Linked DNA regions of Mus musculus: all the other regions are linked to region 6. Evidence: chromatin contacts called from public HiChIP or PLAC-seq and promoter capture Hi-C data. All regions are on one chromosome and are shown on one strand. The core of a region is the stretch at or near the end of the contact, and the rest is flanking DNA. Distances in the headings are between cores, read along the strand shown.

Region 1 (3,975 bases), core at 1,270-3,769, 2.4 Mb before region 6:
AAAAAAACACAACAAGGGCTGGAGAGAGCACTGACTGCTCTTGTGAAGGTCCTGAGTTCAAATCCCAGCAACCACATGGTGGCTCACAACCATCTGTAATGAGATCTGATGCCCTCTTCTAGTGCATCTGAAGACAACTACAGTGTACTTAGATATAATAATAAATAAGTCTTTAAAAAAAGAAAAAAAAAAAAAAAGCTGGGCAGTGGTGGCGCATGCCTTTAATCCCAGCACTTGGGAGGCAGAGGCAGGCAGATTTCTGAATTCAAGGCCAGCCTGATCTACTGAGTGAGTTCCAGGACAGCCAGGCTACACAGAGAAACCCTGTCTCAAAAAACCAAAATAAATAAATAAATAAAAGCAAAAACAAAAACAAGCAAACAAAACTTTTCAATCACTTTTAAGCTAGGATAGTGAGCCATGTCTAAATTTCAATCGTGGGAATGTTCTAGTTTGAGAACTACAGAAAAACCCTGCAGTCCCTCCAAAACAAAAACAAAAGCAAATATAGACACACACAAAGCCTCCTATATTTCAGAATATAGTTTAACACAACCAGGGGTTCACGGCTATACTCACAGCACTTAAGAGACTGAAGGAAGTTTGTTGCTTCAACTTTGAGTTCAGTCTGGGCTACAACGTGACCTTGAAAACAGCCAGGGATACAGACAAGACTCTGTCTCAGAAAATAAACAAATAAGCAATAGATAGGTGGCTAAATAGATAGATAGACAGACAGGCAAACAAACAAACAAATGAATAAATGAATAAATGCTTACAGATAATTCAGTGGGTAGGGGTGCTTGCCCCCAAGCCTAATGATCTGAAACTGATCTCAGATCCCACTTGATTGGCAGGGATGGACAGACAGGATGACACAACATGGACAGGATGACCTCTGGCCTCCCCATGCTCTACAGCATGTGCACAAACACACACATCCAACAAACAACAAATAAATAAGGGTGATAAAACTTTTAAAAAATATAAATTCACTTAAAAATTTCCTGTCCTGGGCCCTGGCAGTGGTGGTGCATGGCAGCACTGTGTAGGCAGAGGGGAGGGGGACTGACTGAGGAGCTGGTGAGATGGTTCAAGAATTAAGAGCACTGGCTTCCAGGGGTGCCTGTAACCACATGATGGCTCACAACTATCTATAAAGGGATCTGATGCTCTCTTCTGGCCTGCAGGTGTACATGCAGACTGAGCATTCACACATAAAAAAATGATGATGATGATGATAATGATAGAATAAATGAAAATTTCATTCCCTTTAATACGGAATTGATGGCTTTTTGACATTGCCTAATAGCCTATGAACTCCTGCCTATTCTCATGTTTTACCTGTTTTTAAGTTCACTTTGTGAGCACGCATCTGTGTTCTGCAGACCTTTTAAACGTTTAACAAGGAAAACAAGGAAAGAAATAAAGAAAGAATCAAAGAAAGAAAGATGTTCTACCTACCCTCACCAGATTTACTCTCAGAAGGAACTACCCAAACGAGACTTCCCACAGAACATTACAAATAAAATTCACAGTAAAGTGTATTGGCTCGGGGCGCGGTGGGGTGGGGGTTGGGGGAGGTGGTGGAAGAAACCCCGAAGATGTGTGGTCACCTGTGAGCAAAACAGTTTCTTTCGTGACATTAAATGTCATTTCTAAGCCGGGCGTGGTGGCGCACGCACTCGGGAGGCAGATTTCTGAGTTCGAGGCCAGCCTGGTCTACAAAGTGAGTTCCAGGACAGCCAGGGCTACACAGAGAAACCCTGTCTCGGAAAAAAAAAAAAAAAAAGTCATTTCTATCCTTGACCGCAATCTCTGGATCGCTCCCGCTCCCCCCAACCCCCGTGTCCCGACCTCAGGCTGCCCTCGGGGATGCTCTTGCTTCGAGGACCTTGTGCCCTAGGCCTTCGCAGGGCGGGCGCGCGTCCTTTCTGCTTACAGATAGCAAGATGCGGGGCCATGTATACTGAACCCCACAGCGGAGGGGAGGCCTTTGAGTGGTCTTCTACTTTTCCTCTCTCTTTACCAATTCTCTCCGCGACGGCCATTAAAAGCAGAGATCTCACCCAGGCAAACAACCCTCGCCTCCCCTCAGAGCGTCAAGTAACGCTTCGCTACTCTCCCGGACCAAGAACGCCACCATGGAAGCCTCTTCCCCTTTGCTCCCGCTCAGCCTCGCTGTCCCACAACGCCTCATTTCCCTCCGCAATACTGGGTTATTTTTTGTTGTTGTTGTTCTGAAGATTAGCGATTCTGAAGAGCAGGGGCTAAGGTCCGCTGTGGCTCCGAAGAGAAAATTTCTCCTCAGCCAACAGGTACCGAGAGTCACCACAACTAACACTTTCCTCTGCAGTCGCATAAAAGACAACTACCTTCTGGGGCGACGAGGACCTAAAGGTGAAGCGCAGCTAACGCTGTCGCAGCCATTCCGCACATCCCTTCCACCTCGAGCAACTTTTCCCGCCACCAGGAGAAGGCGCGAGGACACGGACAAATTCCGCCCCCAAGCGGCGTGCGCTCAGGTGCTGCGCGTGCGCAGTTGGAAGTTGCTTCTGCGTCTGCGCAGCCGGAGTAGCCCGCCATCTTAAGAACGAAAGCCTAGTGAAACTACAAGTTCCATAATCCTCGCTGACATCTTTAGTTCCGCGCCCCCCCCCCCATAATATCCTGCGAAGCGCCCTAGGCACTTCATTCTTATCTCTGCCTCAAATCGCTTTCTCTTTCCTGTTTTCGTGCTATCACTCCCTACCTTTTAGTTGTCGTCACCCTCTTAAATTTTGAAACCATCTTGAGCTCCCCCCTTGCCTCTACAGTGCTCTTTCCTGACAAATAGTCTGTGGACTGGGAAACTCCGCCAGCCATCAGTCTGAGGATTCTGCATAGAATCAGTGCTTCCCATTGGCCGAAACAGGAGCCCAAACAGGTCGATACCCTTTCCCGCCCACATTCGCGGTGTGTCTAGCTGCAGGGATAATGCTGTAAAATCCGCAACGCTAGCGGGTGGCGCTGAGGGACCGATACGCAGGCGCTGCACTATGGCAGCGGCGTCCGAGGCCTGACGTAGGTGTAGGGAGGAGAGGAAGGCGTAGTTCTCTAGATGTTTGTCCCTGGTGGAAGGAGGAGGGCCGCTTGAACAACTGGGCCATTTCAGGGGAAGAGGAGTTTGGACAATCTCGATGTTTTAGTACTTGTTTGTTTTCAATTCAGAAAATATATTAAATAATATATTGCATTTTATTGATAACAGTTCTTGAGACAATGGTCTCGATTCCTTAGCCTACTTTATCATCCTCTCCTCAGGTTCTCCTAAGTCCTAATTCTAATGAGATAGGCTGGGGGCGGGGGGAAGGGGTGGGGAAAAGACCAGCGATCGCTCATGAATAATTCATGAGCCCGCCTCTTTCGCTGGGAATGCACGCCCCTTGGAAACGTGCTGACGCACGCTGCGTGTAATGAACCTAAGGAAACGACGTCACACTCCCCGCCCCTAGAGCGGAGGGGGCGGAACATCATCTCCAGCACGTGTTGCCCCTTCAACCCGCGCAAGTCCAAAAGGACTGTGCGCAGGCGCTCTCCAGGAGGGGCGGGGATGGGGGAGGAAGGAGGCGGGGCAGGGAGGTTGTTGGGTTTAGAGCCGGGCGGAGACGGCGGAGCCTCATTCCTCAGGAACAAGGGTCGGGTGTCAAGGAGACCTTTTCACACCAGCTCCCGTTCCCCGCCTACGGTGGGTGGGATCGCACGGCAGAGACAAAGGATATCAGTAGGGCTTGGACTTAGCAGCGAAGGGAAGTCGGGTGTCCGTGTGGGGCGGTGGGCGTCTCGGGCTGGGGGAGGGTGAGGTAATTAGGGAGGGGGGCTGTATTTAAACTCTCGGAGCCGTTAAGTTGGTTCGCACTCCCGATGCGCGCGCAGCCTGGGTGGTGGCGGAGCGCGCATGCGTGGGTCCTGGGCGAGCGGGACGCGCGCCCGTCG
Region 2 (3,998 bases), core at 971-3,470, 2.8 Mb before region 6:
GGGGAATGGGGCAAATGAAGGGCGGCCTGTGGCCACACCCAACCCCTACCTCCAAAGACTGAATTCCCCTCCCTTACCAGTGGAGTTCTCCCCACTGCCTGTTGCTGTCATCCGGGCCACGTGGTCTACACCGATCCGTTCAGCTTCCTCAGTGGCCAGAGTGTAAGTGAGCTCAGCAAACAGCATTGTGGCCTGCAGAGTAAAGAGTTCTCAGATAGGGAGAGTCAGGAAACAGACCTAGGCCTAGGCAGATGGCTCAGCAGGTAGAGTACTTGCTGCACAACTGAGGATCTCAATTTAGAGCCTCGGAACCCACATTAAGTGAGATGTGACAGCATGTGACTGTAATCCTGGAACCCCTACAGCAAGATGGGAAGTGGAGACACAATTCCCAGAAGCTCACAGGCCAACCTGCCTGGCAAACAAGTGAGTCTGTCCCAAGGTAGAAAGCTAGGATGGACACCCAGGGTTGTCCTATGCCTGCACACGGCATGCAGGAAACAGGCTAAAAGGTTTGAAGGTTGCAGGTTATATATTACCTCTCCATTGATTATATCGATGACAGACTCAAAAACGCTGACAGGAAGCTGTAAAAACACAGACGGAGACAAGAGAACAGCTCTTACTAAAAGCAAATGCACTTGAACTTACACACATGCCAGGCTGGCTTTGAACTCACAATCCTGCCTCAATCTCCTGAGTGCTAAGATTGGTTACAAGTGTTGTCACCACACTTGGCTCATGCTTTCTCTAGGTTTTACACACATTACATATGGAAACACCACTGAAGAGATGAAGTCACACAACTGATGGGTGTAAACAGCAGGGTAGAGATTCAACTCAAGCTTTCTCTAATACACATAATGTCGGTAAATTAGAGCAAAGGCATAGTGGCAGATGATCAAGAAAAAGGGGACATTGGGTCAACAACACTCACATCTGTGTGCTTGGTCATAGGGTTCAACTTCAGAAAGAGCGGACTCTCAATTATCTCACACACCTAGAAGATAAGGCAAAGCCCAGGAAGAGTCAGTATCTCCTCTTCCCCTAACCTTCTGTTCATTTCCCCAACATGCACATATTTGAGCTTCTATACCTGCTTATGGACGTGGATGTCTGAGGGGTCAGGTGGCCCCCCTGTGGTATACCAACCCAGAAACTCCAGCTCCTTGAAAACCTGTTTAACTGGAGAAGAAGGGGCCAGAGTAAATATTCCTTTAAACCTCTCTTCCTTAGTTTGATGGGCCTGGTGTGTTCTTTCCGGTTCTCCCCTCCCTCCTCATATTTTGGGTCAGTTTAAAATAACTACACCTAACTAACCTTGAACTTCTGACCTCTTGCCTCTATCTCCTGGGTTATATGGTACTGAGGATTGAACTCTGGTCTTCCCGAATGTTAGGAAATGCACTTTACCCCACTGCCCTACATCCTCAGGCCTTTTATTCTTTAAGACAAACAAAACAAAACAAAAATCTTCCCACTTTTCCTTCCCCACCCACTTCTATTCCCCTCTCACACTGCTCCTCCTTGGTGTAATAATATTCTTTGTCAATGATAATCTTCTCTTCCACGGTGTGGGACAGCAGCTCAAAGGAGTTCATCACTTCGATATTTCGCCCCTCCTGCTTCCCGATCAGAGCCCCAATCACTAAGGGGAGAGAAACAGAAGCGCAAGGAAACTAGGTGAGGAACAGGCGTCTCGGAAAACCTTTCCCGAGTCGGCGTGAATCAACGACTGGGGAAACAATAATTTGGAAGAAAGGGCGCAGGGGAGTGACTGGAGGAAATCTCCAAGAGATTTTGAGATTTACACACAACACTCACCCTGCATAGGCCGCCCCTCCTGGGAGCGCATGCGGATCCAATGGTCTGAGATGTTAAGGATGACAAGGGGATGAAGAGCGACGGAAACACTCCCAGTCACTCCGGAGGCCATCACGCTGGGGACTGTTAAAGGTGAAAGGAAAACATAGCGGCTGAGAGCTCGGGCCCACACATTTTCCCCTAGACATGGAAGCAGGGGACCAGCAGAGCCCGGCCGTCCATCGCTGCCCTCAAGTTATCCTGGGACAGGTTTAAGAAGTACTCAAGACCACTTCTCAAGGGCAACTCCAGAAGTCGGTCTGCGCACCCCGTTACCTGCTGCATCCACTTCCATGCCGCTGCTGCCTCCGCTCCCATTCGCCCCCGCCGCAGCTGCCGCCGCCATTTTCCCCGCGCCCGCCAGCCACGGCCCGCCCCTTTCCTTCTCGGCTTCCGTCGGGGAGCGGTGCATGCTCAGTGTATACTTGGTGCTGCTAATGGGCGGGGCAGCTGCCAGTACTTAGTAGCTCAGGGTGCTCTGCGTGTTGTGCTGCTGCTAGCGGTTCTCATGTAAACCAGCCTGGCCATGAGTTCTGTAGTGTGTATCTGAAGATGGCTTTGAACTTTGATCCTCTTGCCTTTACCTCCCAAGGAGGGCTATTAGTTTCCAGGTCTCAAGTGGATACACTGTCAATACTAAACACAGAGAAAATTGCGATCAAAAGGAGGAAAGGCTGTAAAAGGGAATGGGGAAGACAATTTATTCAGGATATAAAATTTTTCATGTTGCATATAATCTATAGAGACTTGATCACTTGTTTGTTGAGATAGGGTCTTACAATGTTGGCCAGCTGGTGGGAACTTGCTATTCGTCTAGGCAGACTTCTAGGAGATCCGCCTTCCTCTCCTTCCTGAATGCTGAGATTAAAGGTGTGTACCATACCCAGCATGCCTAGCTTTTAAAACGATGTACTGAGGATCTAAACTCAGGTCCTAACACTTCATCCCCTGAGCCATCTCCCCAGTAGTAATTACTCTTGAATTGTTCAGCTTCTTCAGTTTCAAGACAACCTCTTTACACAACTTAGCAACTGCTATTGGGAGGGCTTGTGGCCCACGCCTTTAATCACAGCCTTTAATCGAGGCGGGCAGACCTCATGAGTTCAAGGCCAGCCTGGACTACAAAGTGAGTTCCATCACAGCCAAAGCTACACAAACAAACCCTGTCGCACAAACAAAAAAAAAAAGGTGGGGGGAGGGGAAGAGTTGCCTTGGTCATGGTGTCTCTTTACAGCAATAGAACAGTGATTAAGACAATTACTTGTAACAAAAAAGAAAACCAAAAAAAAAAAAAAAAAAAAAAGACAATTACTTGCCCAGCATGGTGGCACACGCCTTTAATCCCAGCACTTGGGAGGCAGAGGCAGGCGGATTTCTGAGTTCGAGGCCAGCCTGGTCTACAGAGTGAGTTCCAAAATAAAAAAAATAAAAATAAAAATAAAAATAAAAGAAAACGTTTCCTACTTGGACAATAACTAAGGCTAAGCGACCTGCTTAAATAGCCAAGAAAGAGTATTTGGTCCACAATCATTCATTTGGGGCCAATAACAGCCATTTTTTTAAATTTTTATTTTGGTTTTTCGAGACAGGGTTTCTCTGTATAGCCCTGGCTGTCCTGGAACTCACTTTGTAGACCAGGCTGGCCTTGAACTCAGAAATCTGCCAAGTGCTGGGATTAAAGGTGTGCGCCACCACCGCCCGGGCTACTTTTTATTTTTATTTATTTATTTTTTTTACTAATCACAGTCACTGAAGTATGTGCTTTGGACCAATCATGGCTTTGCACTGATTCGCAGTAGTCCTTCCACTAGGGAAAGGGCTCCCTTCCTGTCACGCTGGAAATGCTTTCAGGTTCATCTACATTTCATAGGGGTCTATGACAGCAAAATATCTGGTAACAACTATGTCAAATACACTGGAAAATCAGCTTCAATCTTTACACAGCTGTCTCAAGACTTCTGTTGTGTGTCCCAGATTGCTGGTGCTAGTCTAAGGGTCATCTAGCTAACTTATGAGACTGACAGTCCTTTTCCTCAGGGCAGCCTGGACAGTGAGAGAGATGGGTACAATAGATGATAATTAGATAGTTAAGTTGCCCTATTCCCAATGTCTTTGGTTAGTTACATGAAAATAAA
Region 3 (4,354 bases), core at 1,106-3,605, 2.8 Mb before region 6:
CATGGTGGAAGGAGAGAGTCCTCCAAACTGTCCTCTGACTTCCATGACACATTTACCTACACACATACATAACCCCGTAATACACTATGACACATGTCTACCCACCAAATACACAACATAAATGTAATTTAAAAATGAAAGAGTCTCAATCATCAAGAAATCCAAAATGTGCCGGGCGGTGGTGGCGCACGCCTTTAATCCCAGCACTCGGGAAGCAGAAGCAGGTGGATTTCTGAGTTCCAGGCCAGCCTGGTCTACAGAGTGAGTTCCAGGACAGGCAGGGCTACACAGAGAAACCCTGTCTCAAAAAATAAAACAATAAAAATTAGCAAAAGTGCGTCCACTGTATTAAGACCCTGGGCACGGGTAGTCCCTTTTCCCCCAGGACTTACAACACTGCGGATGACAAGCAAGGGGGGAGTCCAAAGGAGACATTTAAACTGGGTCCAGTAGAATGGGGAGGAGTTTATCAAATACAAAACGGAGAGGAGGAAAACAGCCAAGAAAAAGACAGGGGCCACTTACTGACTGTGAGACGCTGGGTGTGTCTGAAGCAGTCACTTTGAGGAATAAAGTATGAAAGCTAAGAGTGTACATACGCCAGTCAGTGGTGGCGCACACCTTTAATCCCAGCACTCGGGAGGCAGAGGCAGGTGGATTTCTGAGTTTGAGGCCAGCCTGGTCTACAGAGTGAGTTCCAGAGTTCCAGGACAGCCAGGGCTACACAGAGAAAACCTGTCTCAAAAAAAAAAAAAAGTGTTTTTACAGCTCTCCCCTCACTCCAAAGTTGGCTTAGGGTCTGGGAAAACAGTTCTGTAAGTAAAGCACTTTTAAGCTTGAGGACCTGAGTTCAGATCCTAAGAACCTCTGCAATGTTAGGTGATGTGGCACACGCTATCCCAGCATTCTGAGGTCAGAACTAGAGACAGGGGGTTCATATAGTTAACTTCTGCCTTTAATCCCAGCAGAGGCAAGTGGATTTCGGAGTTAGAGACCAGTCTGGTCTACAGGCAAGTTCCAGGACAGCCAGAGCTATAAAGAGAAACCCTGTCTCCACCCCCACCCCGACTCAGAAGAGTGGGGACACAGATGCAAAAATAAGTGAGAGATTAGAATCAAGTCATGGGTGTCAATGATAAAAACATGTTGTTGGGTGTAAAGTGAAGCAATAATGAATCCAAAGAAAAAGTTAGAGTTAGGGAGCCACAGGATATTTATTCAGTGACCTGGCTTCCTCCCTGTTGGGGATGGGAGGGGTGGTTGGGGGGAGGGCATTTACTAATGTAGCCAGAGGCCATGCTGCTTGTTGTAAAATCCCTACAGTGCACCCCATCTGCAAAGCCTCACACCGATGGGCAACTTCTAAGTGGTGTGGTGTCTTCATCTTCTCTTTATGAACTTCAGCTGGGGACTTACTCACCTTTAAAACCCCTAAAGGGGGCCATCAGGCCTGTAATTTAAGAGCGTCTCTGCCAGGGCGGGACTCAGTATGCCTATAAGGAATGAGTATTACACCCCACCCATGCAGATTGTCCAGATTTTTAACAAGGAGAGAAACGACTGAGGAAGATGCTCCATAGAGCCAGCGTTACAGGTTCTTGAACTACAATTCCCACAATACATTGGGGCCCAAGCCCGCAAGAAAAACCTAGATCCTTCTGGATGCCACCTGGGAAATGTAGTGCCACCTTAACCCTGCTTTCCCTCCCTTGTTCCCATTCAAGTGTTACCAAGCTCCAACAGAACCTCTTTCAAGACAGTCTAGTGATCCATCTATCCTAGCCCATTTGATTCAGCCTAGAGTTAGAGAGGCAGGAGGTAGATAGGGAGATGTAAATAGCAACTACTCCGTTTCTGTACCTTCGCATTTGCTGGGCAAACGTTCTGTGTCATCTTCCTCCTCTTTTGTCGCCTCAGCCCAAGCACCGTACGCTGCCAGGATGAAAAGCAGTATCTCCAGCCGCACAGGTCCCATGATAAAACGCAGTCCACACATACAACCACCCTTTGCCTTCAGACCAACTTCTGGAAGGCAGCGGGCCCTTTAAATTTAGGCGAAGCCCGCAGCAAGCTTTAAAAAAAAAAAAAAAAAAATCATAGAACGGTCAGCGCATGCTCAGAGCCAGCCCGAAAGTGGGTGGAGCGTGATGGCTCAGTTTTGTGGCGCCTTCTGAAGGTCCTGACAGCTGGGTAATGAAGATACAAATTGAAGTAATTAGAATAGAGTAATATGATCTTTACACATGCACGTAGAATGAAATTTTTATATAATTTCAGACTGTGAAACGATATGGTCTATTTTGACATAGGGAAGAACAGTGATAACTTTTTGGCTTCTGCCAGGACCTACTCCTGTCAGGGGGCGGGGCCAAGATGGCGCCGAGCGCCGGGTGAGCGGCGCTTTGGCAGCGGTGAGAGGCTTTTACTGCTCCCGGTGCTTGGCTGGCGGGGGAAAGTCTGAGGTGTATCCGTGAGGAGACCCTTTGAAAGGGCCCATGTGAGGACTGGGAAGAAGACGGTTGGTTGTGTGTCCGTGCTCGTGGGGACCCTGTGCGTGACTGCACTGGAAGGATGGTGGGGCGATGTAGTGGCTTGTGAACCTCCTGTAGCGCTGCCCGGGTAATCTTCGAATCACTTCCCTAGCTGAGAAAAATGATGTAAAGATATAGCTCAAGTTATCCCTTCTCTAAGAAGTCTTCCTGTCGCTTCCACTGATCTGAGAAACTCCCGAGGCTGCTAGAGTGTTTTATGAAACCTTAGTGGCAAGGGTACCACCACAGAGGACTGGGACCCGACCAGGTACAGAGTATGTGCTGAATAATTGTATTTCCTGTAGACAAGATTTAACAAAAGTCTGAGAAGACTTGGAATGAAAAGAACCAGTCCCTAGCACTCAGTTCTGAACACTCTTGAGGTTGGTTTCATGTCCAGTGTCAGGCAAGCTCCTTTCCTTTTAACCACAGAGTAAACTCCAAGCTTGAGTCTGTGTCTTTTTCATTTTGGTAATTGTTATACCAAGTATTTAGTGAACACTTACACCTTATTCATGCTGGGCAGTGGTGGCTCACGCCTTTAATCCCAGCACTTGGGAGGCAGAGGCGGGCGGATTTCTGAGTTCTAGACCAGCCTGGTCTACAAAGTTAGTTCCAGGACAGCCAGAGCTATACAGAGAAACCCTGTCTCGAAAAACCAAAAAAAGGAAAGAAAAAAAGAAAAAAAAAGACTTATTCATATATTTAACAATGCCCTAGGCACCAGATAGGTCAGTGAACATAACAGACATATTCTTGTTTACTGGTGGGGTAAGGATAATAAACAAGAAGAAATAATAGCCAGGCTTGGTGGTAAACAGCTGTAAAAGGCAGGAGGCTCTCCAAATCAAGACCACGGGATGAATTCCAGACGAGCCTGAGACCCAATTGTAGAAGGGTTGTTTAACATGTGGAAGGTCTTAGATTTAATCTAGAGTGATTTTATATATATACATATTATATCACTATTATTAAGAAGAAGAAGAAAACATAGCAAACAGGTAAAGCCAGGCATGGTGGTATGTGCTTGCAATCCCAGTACTTGGGAGGTAGAGGCCAAAGGACCAGTGTTGTCTACCTAGTGAATTTGAAGCCAGTGGGGCTATAGGAGACCTGCCCCTAAAGAGAGGTGGGTGGGGTCAGGTAGTCAGCCAAACACGTTTAGGAAGAACACAACAAAAGCTATAAAGCCAAGTACATGTCTGTCAGATTTAAAGGACAGCAAGGAGAATGATGTCAGGGTAAAGTGGGAGGGGGCGGGGCAGGTGATCAGAGATATGAGAGAAAAGAAAGAAACCATCTTAGACAGGAACTTATTGCAGAGTCGGGATGGCCTCAAACTTGCTGTCCCCACTTTAGCCTCCAGGGTACTGGGAATATGGGTGTACAGCATGTACACTCTGAAGCCTGACATGAAACCCAAGGCAGTCCACTGAAATTAGAAGTGTTAACCCCTACACCTGGACAGGAGGCAAGGGGAGTCGTTATAGGAAAGAAATAGTTACCTAGTTTATATTTTGACAGACCACTTTGGTTTTAAGAAACAAACGCACAAAAAAAGCCAAGATGGAAATAGGAACACCTTGTCCAGCGACTGAGTTCAGCAGATGAATAGGTGATAATCATCTGGGCCAAAAAGGGTCGGGTTGGGCTGCCTGGTAAGTTTTAAAGTTCTGCTGGGAATCAAACCCAGGCCCATGTGCATGCTAAGTACCTTACTACTGAACCACATCTTCCAGCCTGGTGGATTTGATTTAAGCGTCCATATAAGAATGACTTGTGCCGGATGTGGTGATGCACGCCTATAGTCCCAGCACTTGGAA
Region 4 (3,929 bases), core at 1,355-3,854, 2.9 Mb before region 6:
CACACTTTATTGACTGAGCCATCTCCCCAGCCCCAGGTTTGAGAGTTTTCTCTACCAACGAAGACACAAAAACCCAAGGACATTAATAACCAGTAAGAGCTTTGTGTTCTAGATTTCTGACTAGCTGTTATTTCGAGTATTCTCAATTACCTGGGAACCTCTGACTACTTTCCTTTTGCAGACAGCAAATTGAATTTCAGAGGTGCTATGTAATTTCCCCAACATCACACAGCTAGTAGGGGAAACTGGGGGTGTACAGCAGAGCCTGACGGCTCATCAGAGCCTCAGCTTGGACTCATTTTCTCCTCAGTCAAGCTCTTCCTCTCTTTCTTTCTTCTGCAGGTACTTCAGGTCATGCCTTCTGATAGCTTCTTCTTTTCCATTGTCCGAGATCCAGCAGCTCTAGCCCGCTCTGCCTTCTCCTATTACAAATCAGTTTCATCGGCTTTCCGAAAGGCACCGTCTTTGGCCGCCTTCCTGTCCAATCCTCAAGCCTTCTACAGACCCGGAGCCCGTGGCAACCACTACGCCCGTAACTTACTATGGTTTGACTTTGGTTTGCCCTCTCCCCCAGAGACAAAGACCATGAAAGTGAGTCCCCAGCTACCCAGAGACCCCAAATCTCTCCAGCTACATATTGTACCTTCCGGTGCTAGCCCTGGAACTCTCTTCCGTCCTGTTACCACAGCTGCTGATAGTTACAAGCAGCCAGCCAGCCTTGTCTCCTCAGATTTTAGGCCCTCATCCTTTATCCAATGGGGTCTGGCCTGGTTGGACTCAGTCTTTGACCTGGTCATGGTGGCCGAGTACTTTGATGAGTCACTGGTCCTGTTGGCAGATGCCCTGTGCTGGAGTCTGGACGATGTGGTGGGCTTCATGCACAATGCCCAGGCTGGAAAAAAGCAGAGTCTTATCAGAACTGCCAATAAGACTGTGGTGACTGGTGAAGATCAGCAGCTAACCAAACAGGCCCGAGCTTGGAATAACTTGGATTGGGCTCTTTATATTCACTTCAACCGTAGTCTGTGGGCGCGGATAGAACAGTATGGCAGGAGTCGACTGCAACGTGCTGTGGCTGAGCTCCGGGCTCGAAGAGAAGCTCTGGCTAAACGTTGCTTGGTGGGAGGTGAGGCTTTAGACCCCAAATACATCGCTGATGCAAAGCTCCGTCCTTTACAGTTTGGTTCAGCTAAGGTATTGGGCTATGTACTTCAGAGTGGACTAAACCAGAAAGACAAAGAGGAATGTGAACGCTTGGCTACTCCAGAGCTACAGTATAAGGATAAACTTGATGCTAAGCAGTTTCCTCCTACAGTCTCCTCGCCTCTCAAGACCTCAAGGCTACTGTCCCCATAGGTATCAGACTACAAATTAGGACATATGCGACGGGTGGAGGACCTCTAGGTGCGTATGTATTTCCCTTGGAAGGAACAGGAAGTTTGCTCTAAGATGAGACTGTTGTTGTCTGGACTTCCTCTAGAAATCCCAGCAGAATCTGTTGCCTCCCCCAACCCCTAACTTTGCCACTTCAAGCCTCAAGACAGATTCATGTAGCAGTTCCTCAAAACCCCCTGGAGGGGCAAAAGATGACAGCGACACAGAGAAAGTTTGGGGCATGATATATGTCCATTTCTCTACGAAATATTTGTTATGGAGCTGTGCTAATTTCACTATCAAAATATTTGTTGGATGAATAAATGCTACGAAACGTTTACTTATTTTTTAAAAGGTTATTAGACTTATTTTATTTTATGTGTATGAGTGTTTTGCCTACATGTGTAAATGTACCTGGTGTCCACAGATCTCCTGGAACTGGAGTTACCAAATATTGTGAGCCACCATGTGGGTGTTGAGACCCAACCCCTGGTCCCCTGCAAGAACAGCAAGGGCTCTTAACCAAAGAGCCATCTCCCCTGCCCCCAGTTCTTTGTTCTATGTAGGGCTCTAAAAGGAGAAGTGATGGAGAATCTTTTATTGGACAGAAATTAGGCTAAGTAATGGGGTCTTTCTTTTCTTTCAGTATTCCCTCAATGCTGGGGATACAGCTGTTGGTAAAACGACTGGCTAGCATGAGGTTGAGGCTCAGGCATTCCAGTAACACACATACACACACACATCACCAATAATAACAACAACAACAACAAAATATCAGAAAAAAAAAAGGCAGCGGTGTGGCTCAGTTTGCAGAATGCTTACCTAGCATTCATGAAGCCCTGGGCTCAACGCCCAGCCCTGCATAAGTCAGACCTGATGGCACATACCTGTAATGCCAGCGCTCCGGAGAATGGAGGCAAAAGGAGCAAAAATTTGAATTCATCCTCAGCTTTAGAGGAAGTTTAAGGCCAGCTCGGGCTACAAGAAATGCTGTCATAAAAGGGAAGAAGCGTGGGAGAGAGGGAACAGAAAGAGAAAGTCAGGGAAGAAAGCAAGAGAGAGAGGGAAGAAGAGAAAGAAAGGAAAGGAGGGAGGCGGAGACAAATAAAAATAAATTCTACCCAAAGAAGCCAGTCTAGCATCCTTAAAGGTTCCTCAGCAGCCCGCACTCACCCCTCGACTCAGCCAAGAAGCCTCGGAGGCCACGCCCCCTTCCTTCCGCTTCCGCTTTCTCTCCAGTCATTCAGCGCCCGCACTCCTGGTCTGGCGCTGCTGGGTCTAGGTTCCGGGTTCGTTTCTCTGGTTTCCGGGCCAGGCTGGTGTGTCCCGCTGCCTGCCGGGCGGAGCCGCGGTCCTCCGGTGTCTGGACTCGCAGGCCGAGCTCCCCCGGTCCCGTGGCTCCCTGCCGGCCCGGTCTCGGGTCGCATCGTCCTCCCCACCCAATGGAGTCCCAATGCGACTACTCGATGTACTTTCCGGCTGTGCCGCTACCGCCACGCGCCGAGCTGGCCGGGGACCCGGGCCGGTACCGGGCGCTGCCCCGGCGCAACCATCTGTACCTGGGGGAGACAGTCCGCTTTCTGCTGGTGCTGCGCTGCCGAGGCAGCGTGGGGGCTGGCGTTGGGGGCGGCGCGGGCTTGGCATCCCGAGGGGCCTGGACCGAGCTGGCGACCTCCCTGGCCGCCCTGGCCTCGGTCAGCGCAGGAGGAGCGCTGCCAGGGTGCGGCAGCGCCGGCGACCAGGATGCTGACCCCCCGGGGGGAGGGGACCCGGGGGGCGGGGGTTTGTTTCGAGGTTGCAGCCCCCTTCTCACCCACGGCCAGGGCCCTGCTACCTCAGGGGGCGCGACCACGGTGAGGATCTCTGGGTGACAAGGGCTGAGGGGAGGTTTGCTGGAAGCTAGAAAGATAGTTTGGAGCATGGATTCCTTAGGGACCTGATGTAGGAGGCAGATGACAGCATTGTCCTGTCCTGCAGAGGAACCTAAGACGGGAGGCATATGATTTCAAGAAGGGGTGGGCATAAAGACTTGCTCTGTCTTGCAGAAACGTTAAAGGAGCCTGAATCTTTGCCGCCATCCTGACATTTTCACCCCTTTCATATAACCCCTAGCTGCCTGTGGAAGAACCGATTGTGTCCACAGATGAAGTCATCTTCCCACTCACCGTTTCACTGGATAGACTGCCCCCAGGGACACCCAAGGCCAAGGTAGGATAACAGAGCTGAGGCTGTTGCCCTATAATTCAGATGACATTTTAAGACCCCTCGTGATCATGGTCCGATGGCTCCTGTACCTAGATTGTAGTGACCGTGTGGAAGCGGGAGGTCGAGGCACCAGAAGTCAGAGATCAAGGCTACCTGCGCTTGCTACAGACTCGATCTCCTGGGGAGACTTTCCGTGGAGAACAGAGCGCCTTCAAGGCCCAAGGTGGGGGAGAGGGGGAAAGCTGGAGCTCGGAGAGGAGTAGATTAGAGGGTGCCACACTGTGATGTGGAGGTCTTGATTTCCTGCCACATCCTTTCTCTGCAGTGAGCACCCTATTGACGCTGCTGCC
Region 5 (4,344 bases), core at 976-3,475, 2.7 Mb before region 6:
GAGCATGTCTGTATTCCAGGTACCTTAGAGGTGGTGGCAGAGGTATCTAGACTGTAGTGTCAGTCTTCGCTACATAGTGAATTTGAGGCTCAACAGGGCTACTTGAGATCAGAAAATAGGAAAAAAAAAAAGAAGAAAAATTAAATTCAAGAGATATAATTGTGCATTACAATTTTCAGCCTGCTTAAAAGATTAGCAGTGGAAGAAATCCACTAACACAAGGGCAGCATGAGCTGGAACAAATGAATTATGTCCCCTGTAAATAAGTCACTCATCCCTGAATCGTTTCCAGTATTCTTATTAGCAGTGGAGTAGGGACAGAGGAAGAGAGGCAGAAAACCACCTTTGGGTTCCCTCTCAAACGAAACACATTCTGACATACCATCTCCTTTAGAAAAGATCACTGCCCAGCAACCAAATCTCACCAAAGAAAAAAAAAACAAATGACTTCTGACAAGAAAAGACTCCAGACTCCAGGCTGCAAGCATGGTTTATTTCAAAGGATGTTTTCTCAAAATCCAGTCTTCCTTCTATTGCACAGTCTTGCAAGTTTAAATAAATGATCCTCTACTCCCCTCTTCAACAGAGACATAAAATGCTTTATAATATGAAAAACTTAGTCTTAAAAGATACCTAGTGGTCTAGTATTGTGTGCCTGTAGTCCCAGCACTCTAGAGGCAGTGGCTAGATTTTCAGCCAGAACTAGAGAGACCCCTCCCCGCCCCCCCCTTTTTTTAATCTATCTAAAGAATATCAACACCACCACAGAATGAAAAGCTAAGATTTAAAACTTAGTACACTGGCCTGGTTGTATCTAAATATAGTATAATGCACTTGAAATTTTTCCTGTTTCCTTCATGGAGACATGAAGTAGAGGATCAACAAAAGAAAATAGCATTCAGCCGCAGGCATTTCTGTAAGTTAACAAAGATGATCCTGAATAAAATAACAAGTAAGAATCTTGTGTGGTAATTGAAAGAGGACACAAACCTGAAAGAAAAAAAACATCTGGATAATTCTTCACTACAGTTTCCTTATAATAAAGGTATTTTCCCACATTTGGCCAGCTTTTCTAGTAACTTCACTTGATGTGGTTACAATGAATTCTTCATAATTCCAACAAGTATTTATTGACTGCTTTCAATCCGCCTAGCACTGCCCTGTACAATAAATGCTTTCTTTGGTCCCAGGCCATGGAACAGCCACTCTCTATAATCAATGTGTGTGTGTGCTGTGTGTGTGTAGGGAGGGGAAGGAAGGGGGAACTTCAAACTAAATGAGCTGCCTTTTTTTTTTTTTAAATTACAATTACATTTACCAACTCCACTCATTTCAAGTTTGAAGAACCTTTTTGAGCAAAGGTAGTTAATTTTATGGATAATAAAACTGACAGTTGGCAAATGTCTAATCTCATCTAAGGTCATTAAGCTGATCAATCTCCTACTGGCCCAGTGTGGTTTCTCCCAGATACCCTTCACGTCTCACTCATTGCAATCAAGCAAGGTGAACTAACACTCCACTAATCTCCCAGATAGCACAGTTAAACAGGCTTAAACCAGCAAGAGGTCTTGAAGCATTGCATAAAGCTGACAGCCGGCTGTTAATTTCTACTAGATCTTTTAACCACCGTCAAGCCGCCAGCGCTTTCGCTCAGCGTTGGGAGATGGAAAGACAGAAAAGCAAGTGATCCGGAAATGTTTTCGGAACCTCAAACCTGTACAGAGCTCAAGGTCTTCCGCGTCGTTTATCTCAAGATTCTCAAGGACCCAAGACGCCCGGAGAAGTAAACGACAGCAATAAAACGAAAACCACACAAAACACTTTCCCCTGCAACCACAGCAAATGGCGACAGGAGGGGGGGAGGGGGAGAAGAATCCAGACACGGGGATCACGTCCATTTGTGATCTTGTCCTCAGAAATGTTATACAAGGATGATGACATGAAAGAGCTCCCCACTGACCCCAGAGATTCGAGCACCGCCGGGACCCCGCAGGGCTCCTTTCCAAGTCCCCCCGGGTGGTCACACGGTCCACCCTCGCAGCCCGCCCGTCCTCCGAGAGTCCGCCATGAGACTCACCGTGAGTCTCCGGAGCGGCCTGGGGACGCCGGGCGACCAAGCACAGCTTGCTCTGGGTTCAACCCGACCGAAGGGCACTGCACACCGACATAGGCCCTCCCAATACCTCGCCACAGGCACAATGAGTCACAAAGACCGGAAGTAGGTCAGCACCTCATCTTCCGGGATCGAGTTGAGCTTCCGGGTCTCCTCTAGGAACACGGGAGGACTTTGCATCTCGGTTTCTGAATTTCTTGTTCCGAGTCTCCCTACCCAACACCCCCCCCCCCCCAGCCCTGATTGCCTGTCTTCAATTCCAGAGGTGACAGATAGAGATAAAGTGATCCTGTTTAGGGTGTTCAGGTTTTTTTTTTTTCCTGATGTAGTATTTTTCAGCTCTATATTTGTTACTTTCTTCCCCATCTTTTCCATCTTGGGCAGTTATCAATAATAGTAATTGTATGCCTGTGGCAGAGAAGCTGAAGCAAGGGTGTAGATGGAGTTAGATCAAAGCCAAGCCAGGGGTGTCTGGTTTCACAGATCAGCCCTGGTGAGGTTTGCCAGTTGAGTGCATGGTGTTTCCAGATATGTGGCCCGAGGATAAAAGACTATCTTTCAGTAAACAAGCTACTTACACTGGTTCTGTAGAATATGCTATTATAGCACTTTAAAAGGATCTTTCAGAGGAATTACAGACGCTCAACAATTACTGCCTTTATCTCTTTGCCTTGTGGGCAATACAGAAATGAGGCTCCACCTTATAGAAGGCTCTATATCAAAGGCAAGTCCACAAGGAAGAGACCATACAGCATGGGGGAGATAACTTTATAAAACAATACTCCAAAATTAAAAAGCAATTGAAGTATTGTTCCTTTTTTATTAATTGATTATTAATTAATTCACTTTACATCCCAATATCAGCCCCCCTTCTCCCAGTGATAGGTTATTTCTCCGCCAGTGAAACGAGCCCATTCAGGCTAGATTATATTATAATAAAGGCAGGTTTATTGGGAAGCTGCTCTTGGTAGAGTTCACTGGCCCCAAGGATTGAGGCAGGAGAGTTGCAATGGGAGGGGAGGCAGAAAGAGAAAGGGCTTACATGCAGAGAAAGAAGAGAAGGAGAAGGAGGAGAGCAAAATGTTTGGATTATAAAGGGAAGAGTCTCTGGGGAAGGGCAGCCCAAGCCCTGGGATGGAAAGTTCAAGGCTGGGGGCAGGGTATACCAGGTAGGATCTGAGGGATGCTGGGAGAACCTGAAGACCAGGTCTGTTTTGATATGTAAAATATTCATCTCAGTCCCCTCTTCTGGGGTCCAAAACCAAACACCCAAAACCGCCTTAGGCAAGTCATCCTCCAATTCCACCTTCCCCTATTTGCAGTATTGTTAAAGGAAACAAGGAGCCAGCCATTCACTTGGAGAAGTAGGAGAAACCTTTATTCATGCATGGACTACAAAGCACGCTTGTGCTTTGAAGGGTTCAGTCCCCTTGGCAGTTTCTTACAGCTTTTTGTAGGTCAGGTAGTGGGGTTGTCATCCATGTCTTTGTGACAATCTTAGAGTGGACTCTGATCCCCTTAATCATTAAAGGGAATTTAGTTAGGCACGTTTACAGGAACAAATAGCTAGCTAGGTAGATAATAATACACAAACACTTGGCAGGTAGCAATAAAATATACAAGCATTTGCAAATAACAACACATTTTGGCTGGTAAAAGATGTTTATCTTAGCAAACATAAATGGTATCTGCAACATGACCTTTGTCTGCTGTGACAAAATTTCTTTCAGACAGCTTCTGGCAAGTGTTTGTTTTTCCCAGATAAGAAGTAAGGGGTTTTTTGTTTTTTGTTTTTTAATAAGCAAACAAACTCCTCTAAGTAAAAGTTTAGCTCACATACAGCTTTTAGGCTAAGGTTTTTGTTTGTTTGGTTTTCCAGACAAAGGTTTTTCTGTGAAGCCCTGGCTGTCCTGGAACTTTGTAGACCAGGCTGGCCTCGAACCCACAGAGATCTTCCTGTCTCTGCCTTCAAAGGACTGGGATTAAAGGCTTAAGATTTTTATTGAGCCAGTATAACATGCTGTTGGCTGAGAAGACCTGCCCTAGAACACTTGTGGTGCTGTCCAGTGTGTTGAAGGTCCAGATGGAACAAAGATGGAAGGAGGAGGAAACGGACATTTATGTGTAAGCTTAATGATAATAATAATAATTATAATAATAACAATTCTTTTCTTCCTCCTCCTATTTGTCTTCCCCCTGCTCCTTCTCCCTCTCCTTCCCTGTGTGCATGT
Region 6 (4,302 bases), core at 534-3,033:
AAAGGACAAGTACAAGCGTCGGGTAGCCTGGTCGTGTGTCCTTTAGGCAGTGCTTCAGTGAGACCATAAGGCCAGTGGTTCTCAACTTGTGGGTACTGACCCCTCCACCCCAAGACCATCGAGAAAACATCATCTACACTACAAATCATAACGGTAGCAAAATTACACTTAGGAGGTAGCTTTATAGTTTGGGGGTTGGGGGATGTCACCACAACATAAAGAACTGAATAAAACGGTTAAAGCATTAGGAAGGTTGAGAACCACTGCATAAAACCAAGGTGGACAGATAAGGCTGTGTGTGTTTGTGCTTTAATGGATAAGCCTGGGACTGCCCTCTAGTGGCCGATACACAACAAACCCCTACTGGATTACACCTCAGAAACTAAGAATGGCACTGAGCAGGACCACCCTGTTTCTTAACTATCACCAGTGCCCACTGTACTCACTGTCATTTACCAGTTCAGCTAGTTTTATTAACAATATGCATCGTCTCTAAACTCTAATCCCTGCCTCTCCCCGCTTCTCCCTCATCCATCTAGCCTTCCCTCCCCAAGTCTAGTCTTATCTTACTCTTGATTGTGGAGGAATAGCTCTCAGTCTATCATCCTCAAAAAAAGAAGAAACAAACAAAAGGAGGAACGGAGGGAAGGATGGAAAGGGGGGAAATATGGACTGGGAAGATGGTTCCATTGGTACAGGGCTTGCTGAGCAAGCTTGCTTGAGCACAGTAGGAGCCCCTGTAATCCCAAGCACTGAGGTAGGCACAAAAAGATTTTGGGTCTTTTTGGCCAGCCAGCCTAGCCAGGTTGGTGAGCTCTGGGTTTAGTGAGAGACCCTGTGTCAAAGAATAATGTGCAGTGTAATTGAGAAAGACTTGCTGGGCGGTGGTGGTGCACGCCTTTAATCCCAGCACTTGGGAGGCAGAGGCAGGTGGATTTCTGAGTTCCAGGCCAGCCTGGTCTACAGAGTGAGTTCCAGGACAGCCAGGTCTATACAGAGAAACCCTGTCTCGAGAAACAACAACAAAGAAAAGAAAAAAAGGAGATTGAAAGACACTTGCCGTTGACCCTCAACCTCCACGCAAGTGTAAGATGTGATGGTGTGAATGTAATCCCAGCATACATTCAAGCAAAACACACATTTTAAAAAATTATTTTGAGACAGGGTCTCACTGTGTTGCTCCAGCAGGCCTGGAACTGACCTCGCTGCGATAAACAGTGAGCCTCCACACAGGGCCTGATTGGCCTTTTCCAATACAGGGTCTGACTGATCGGGTTTTATTTTGTTTTAGACGGGGAGGGTCTCACTAAGTAGCCCAGGTTGACTTAGAACTCGGGATCCTCCTGCCTTCACCTCCCAAATGCCGGGATTACAGGCGCGTGCCACCCATCTCCGTTCTGTGCCTTGATTTCTAACATCACTCCTCTGCAGTCCAGGAGCGTCAGGGAAACCTCCAGCGTCAAAAACCGGGCTGTACTTTTCTTCTTTTCTTTCTTTCTTTTTTTTTTTTTTTAAGTTTTGCTGTTTTGAGACAGGCTTTATGTCTCCATGTCGCGCTGGAACTGTCTTTGTGAACCAGGCTGGACTCAAACTCACGGAACTCCTCTTGCCTCCGCCTCCCGCGTTCTGAGAGGCAAGGCGTGCACCGATCCGCCTACCTAAGCTGTAATTTTTCAAACTAGGGCTCTCGCGCCGTGCTCCGCACGCGGCGGCGGTTTCCCCTTTCCACCCGGCGCGCCGCGTCGACGACAGTGACGTCGGCGGCGGCGCGCGGCGCGGTGTACCCTGGGATATTTAAGTCCGCTCCGCGGCGCGGAGCCGCGATGTCTCCGGCGGCTGCGGCGGCTGACGGAGGCGAGCGGCGGCGGCCCCCGTTGGGCGGACGGGAAGGCCGGAGCCGGGCCCGCGGCTACGGAGGACCGGCGGGTGCTGCGGCCCTCGGCCTAGCGCTGCTCGGCCTCGCGCTCTACCTGGTGCCCGCGGCGGCCGCGCTGGCCTGGCTGGCCGTGGGGGCGAGCGCGGCCTGGTGGGGCCTGAGCCGAGAACCCCGCGGCCCGAGGGCCCTGTCGTCCTTCGTGCGCGACGCGCGCCGTCACCCGCGGCCAGCTCTCACCGCTTCACCGCCTCCGGCCAAGTCACCAGTCAACGGTAGCCTCTGCGAACCCCGCAGCCCGCTGGGAGGCCCCGACCCGGCTGAGCTCTTACTCATGGGCAGCTACCTGGGCAAGCCCGGCCCGCCCGAGCCTGCCCTCCGGCAGGACCCAAGGGAGAGGCCGGGGCGCCGCCCACCCGCACGCTCCCCGCCTCCGGCCTCGGCGGTCCAGCGAGTCCACCACGTCTACCCCGCGCTCCCCACCCCGCTTTTGCGACCCTCCCGGAGGCCGCCCCACCGGTAAGCCCCGGCGATCTTCCCAGGGTGGGGTCTCTGCGGCCGCGGATTTGACGTAGGGCTCAACCTGTAAATCGGATTTAACTCACCTCCCCTTTTTCTTTTCTTTGCCTTTTCCCTTTCTTTTTATCTCTACGCCCTTCCCTCCCTTTTCCCATTACTCTCTTTTCTCTTTATTTTTTTTCTTTTTCTTTTTTTTTTTTTTTAAGAGAGGGTATTTGATGGCATAGGCTGTCTAATCTCAACCCCGTTCTTTGGCTGAGCCTGTCCTTGAACTCATCCTCCTGCCTCGTCTTCTGAGCGAGTTCACTGATAGGATTACAGGTTTGCACCAGGTTGTATGCTGTGCTGGGATAGAACCCACAGCTTCAGTCATAGCAGGCAAGCTTGCCCTCTACCTATTCCCCAGCCTTTGGGTTTTTGTTCCCCCCCCCCCCCCCCCCGGAGACAGGATCTCATGTATCTGAGCTGTCCCTTGAACTCATGAGGGTGACTTTGGATTGCTGACCCTCCTGCCTTCACCTACTAAATGCTGGGATTACCGGTGTGCTCCACTACACTCAACCCGGATTCTGGATAAAAGCATTTTTTTCTTTTTAAATTGCATATTCACAGGGAGATGAGAGGATAGCTTGCTGGAGTCCTTTTTCTCTTTCCACGTGAATTTGAGGTTGATCTTGGGTCTCCAGCTTGGCAGCAAGCTCCTTCACAAGACGTTTCACTGGCCTTGATAAGTCTGCTTAGTTGAGGTGGTGAATACCTGTTAATGTTTGGTTTTTGCTGTGTATTGGTGGTTAGTTGGGGGAAAGGAAAAAAAAAAAAACTATTCCTACACATCCCAACTGCATGTGCTTTTCTTCTGAAGTACCCATGTGGGCAAGGTTTCCAGTTTCCCTCTTAATTTGATGAAGTCTGTGGTAGAGACAGCCATTAAGCAACTGATATTTTCTGCCTTTGGATGAAATGGGAGAAATGTGCCAAAAAATGCTACGTTCTCTGCTGCTTAGAGAAATTTAAAGTCTGAGCTGTTAGTGTCATAGAGTGCTTTGTCCAGCATGCACACACCCCTAGTTTCTGCTACCAGCACTGTCTAACAGAAAAATAAGAGGTTGAAAGAAGTGTTAATGCCTCTTGTTTCTGCAGTCAGTTGAATTTGGTGTTCTTTTAAGACTGTGGTTCCAGACTGGAGAGATGACACAGTGGTTACTAGCACTGGCTGCTTGCTCTTCCAGAGGTCCTGAGTTCAATTCCCAGCAACCACTTGGTGGCTCATAACCATCTGTAATGGGATCCGATGCCCTCTTCTGGTGTGTCTGAAGACAGCTACAGTGTACTCATATAAATAAAATAAATTAAAAAAAAACAAAAACAAAAACTGTGGTTCCATCAAGTGTCTGTCTCCTGTTCTCCACAGAGATTGTGGGCCTTTGTCCAGTCGGTTTGTTATAACACCCCGAAGACGATATCCCATTCAGCAAGCCCAGTATTCCTTGCTTGGGGCACTTCCAACCGTCTGCTGGAATGGTGGCCATAAGAAGGCTGTGCTGTCTCCACGGAACTCCAGGATGGTGTGCAGCCCAGTGACAGTGAGGATTGCCCCTCCAGACAGCAAGCTATTCCGCTCATCAATGTGAGTACCTGTGTGTGTGTGTGTGTGTGTGTGTGTGTGTTTGTGTATACAAACTTGTGTGTGCAAGTAACCTTCTGTACCTGTGTGGACACCACCAGAAGAAGGCCTCAGGACTCTATTGCTCTCGCTTTTTTTCCTTTCAGGCCAGAGTCTCGCTGACCCTGGGGATCATGTTTGGGTCTAGCTGTTGAAGCCCCAGCTGGCCTTTTTCCCTTGGAGCTGTGTCTCTAGGGGTATGCAGGATGCCAGAGCCATTTCTCCAGTGTGCAAGCGTGCAGGCATG

Evidence for each region. Promoter capture Hi-C pulls out the DNA fragments that hold promoters and counts their contacts. HiChIP or PLAC-seq counts read pairs in DNA pulled down with a chosen protein or histone mark.
Region 1: a contact with region 6 is called in a promoter capture Hi-C map of liver, with 9 times the contacts expected there. The contact joins the promoter of Zcwpw1 here to the promoter of Pom121 in region 6. A contact is called at or near these places in 2 of 39 promoter capture datasets (liver and pre-B cells).
Region 2: a promoter capture Hi-C map of liver shows a contact between it and region 6, with 4 times the contacts expected there. The contact joins the promoter of Cops6 here to the promoter of Pom121 in region 6. A contact is called at or near these places in 3 of 39 promoter capture datasets (liver and pre-B cells) and 1 of 115 datasets of contacts at active chromatin or transcription factors (large pre-B cells).
Region 3: a contact with region 6 is called in a promoter capture Hi-C map of pre-B cells. The contact joins the promoter of Taf6 here to the promoter of Pom121 in region 6. A contact is called at or near these places in 2 of 39 promoter capture datasets (liver and pre-B cells) and 1 of 115 datasets of contacts at active chromatin or transcription factors (large pre-B cells).
Region 4: a contact with region 6 is called in a promoter capture Hi-C map of liver, with 7 times the contacts expected there. The contact joins the promoter of 6330418K02Rik here to the promoter of Pom121 in region 6. A contact is called at or near these places in 2 of 39 promoter capture datasets (liver and pre-B cells).
Region 5: an H3K27ac HiChIP or PLAC-seq map of thymic regulatory T cells shows a contact between it and region 6, with 8 times the contacts expected there. The contact joins the promoter of Zkscan1 here to the promoter of Pom121 in region 6. A contact is called at or near these places in 1 of 39 promoter capture datasets (pre-B cells) and 1 of 115 datasets of contacts at active chromatin or transcription factors (thymic regulatory T cells).

Annotation. Positions count from the first base shown.
Region 1 is chr5:137,786,346-137,790,320 of GRCm38.p6, reverse strand. It overlaps Zcwpw1 (zinc finger, CW type with PWWP domain 1), which reads right to left and starts at 2,519. Exons shown (of 17, transcript NM_001005426.2): 1 at 2,376-2,519. Mepce (methylphosphate capping enzyme) reads left to right here and starts at 3,620. Exons shown (of 4, transcript NM_144913.3): 1 at 3,620-3,975.
Region 2 is chr5:138,159,324-138,163,321 of GRCm38.p6, reverse strand. It overlaps Cops6 (COP9 signalosome subunit 6), which reads right to left and starts at 2,220. Exons shown (of 10, transcript NM_012002.3): 1 at 2,140-2,220; 2 at 1,825-1,947; 3 at 1,517-1,648; 4 at 1,097-1,185; 5 at 938-1,000; 6 at 540-587; 7 at 78-192. The coding sequence starts at 2,209.
Region 3 is chr5:138,185,227-138,189,580 of GRCm38.p6, reverse strand. It overlaps Taf6 (TATA-box binding protein associated factor 6), which reads left to right and starts at 2,355. Exons shown (of 15, transcript NM_009315.4): 1 at 2,355-2,411. It overlaps Cnpy4 (canopy FGF signaling regulator 4), which reads right to left and starts at 2,046. Exons shown (of 6, transcript NM_178612.4): 1 at 1,861-2,046. The coding sequence starts at 1,996.
Region 4 is chr5:138,262,720-138,266,648 of GRCm38.p6, reverse strand. It overlaps 6330418K02Rik (RIKEN cDNA 6330418K02 gene), which reads right to left and starts at 2,604. Exons shown (of 3, transcript NR_045821.1): 1 at 2,548-2,604; 2 at 644-892; 3 at 1-422. It overlaps Map11 (microtubule associated protein 11), which reads left to right and starts at 2,597. Exons shown (of 11, transcript NM_153161.3): 1 at 2,597-3,227; 2 at 3,487-3,582; 3 at 3,673-3,802; 4 at 3,905-3,929. The coding sequence starts at 2,817. Gal3st4 (galactose-3-O-sulfotransferase 4) reads left to right here. Exons shown (of 4, transcript NM_001347507.1): 4 at 343-1,728. The coding sequence ends at 1,356.
Region 5 is chr5:138,082,965-138,087,308 of GRCm38.p6, reverse strand. Zkscan1 (zinc finger with KRAB and SCAN domains 1) reads right to left here and starts at 2,225. Exons shown (of 6, transcript NM_133906.4): 1 at 2,078-2,225.
Region 6 is chr5:135,392,027-135,396,328 of GRCm38.p6, reverse strand. Pom121 (nuclear pore membrane protein 121) reads left to right here and starts at 1,783. Exons shown (of 13, transcript NM_148932.2): 1 at 1,783-2,392; 2 at 3,804-4,019. The coding sequence starts at 1,824.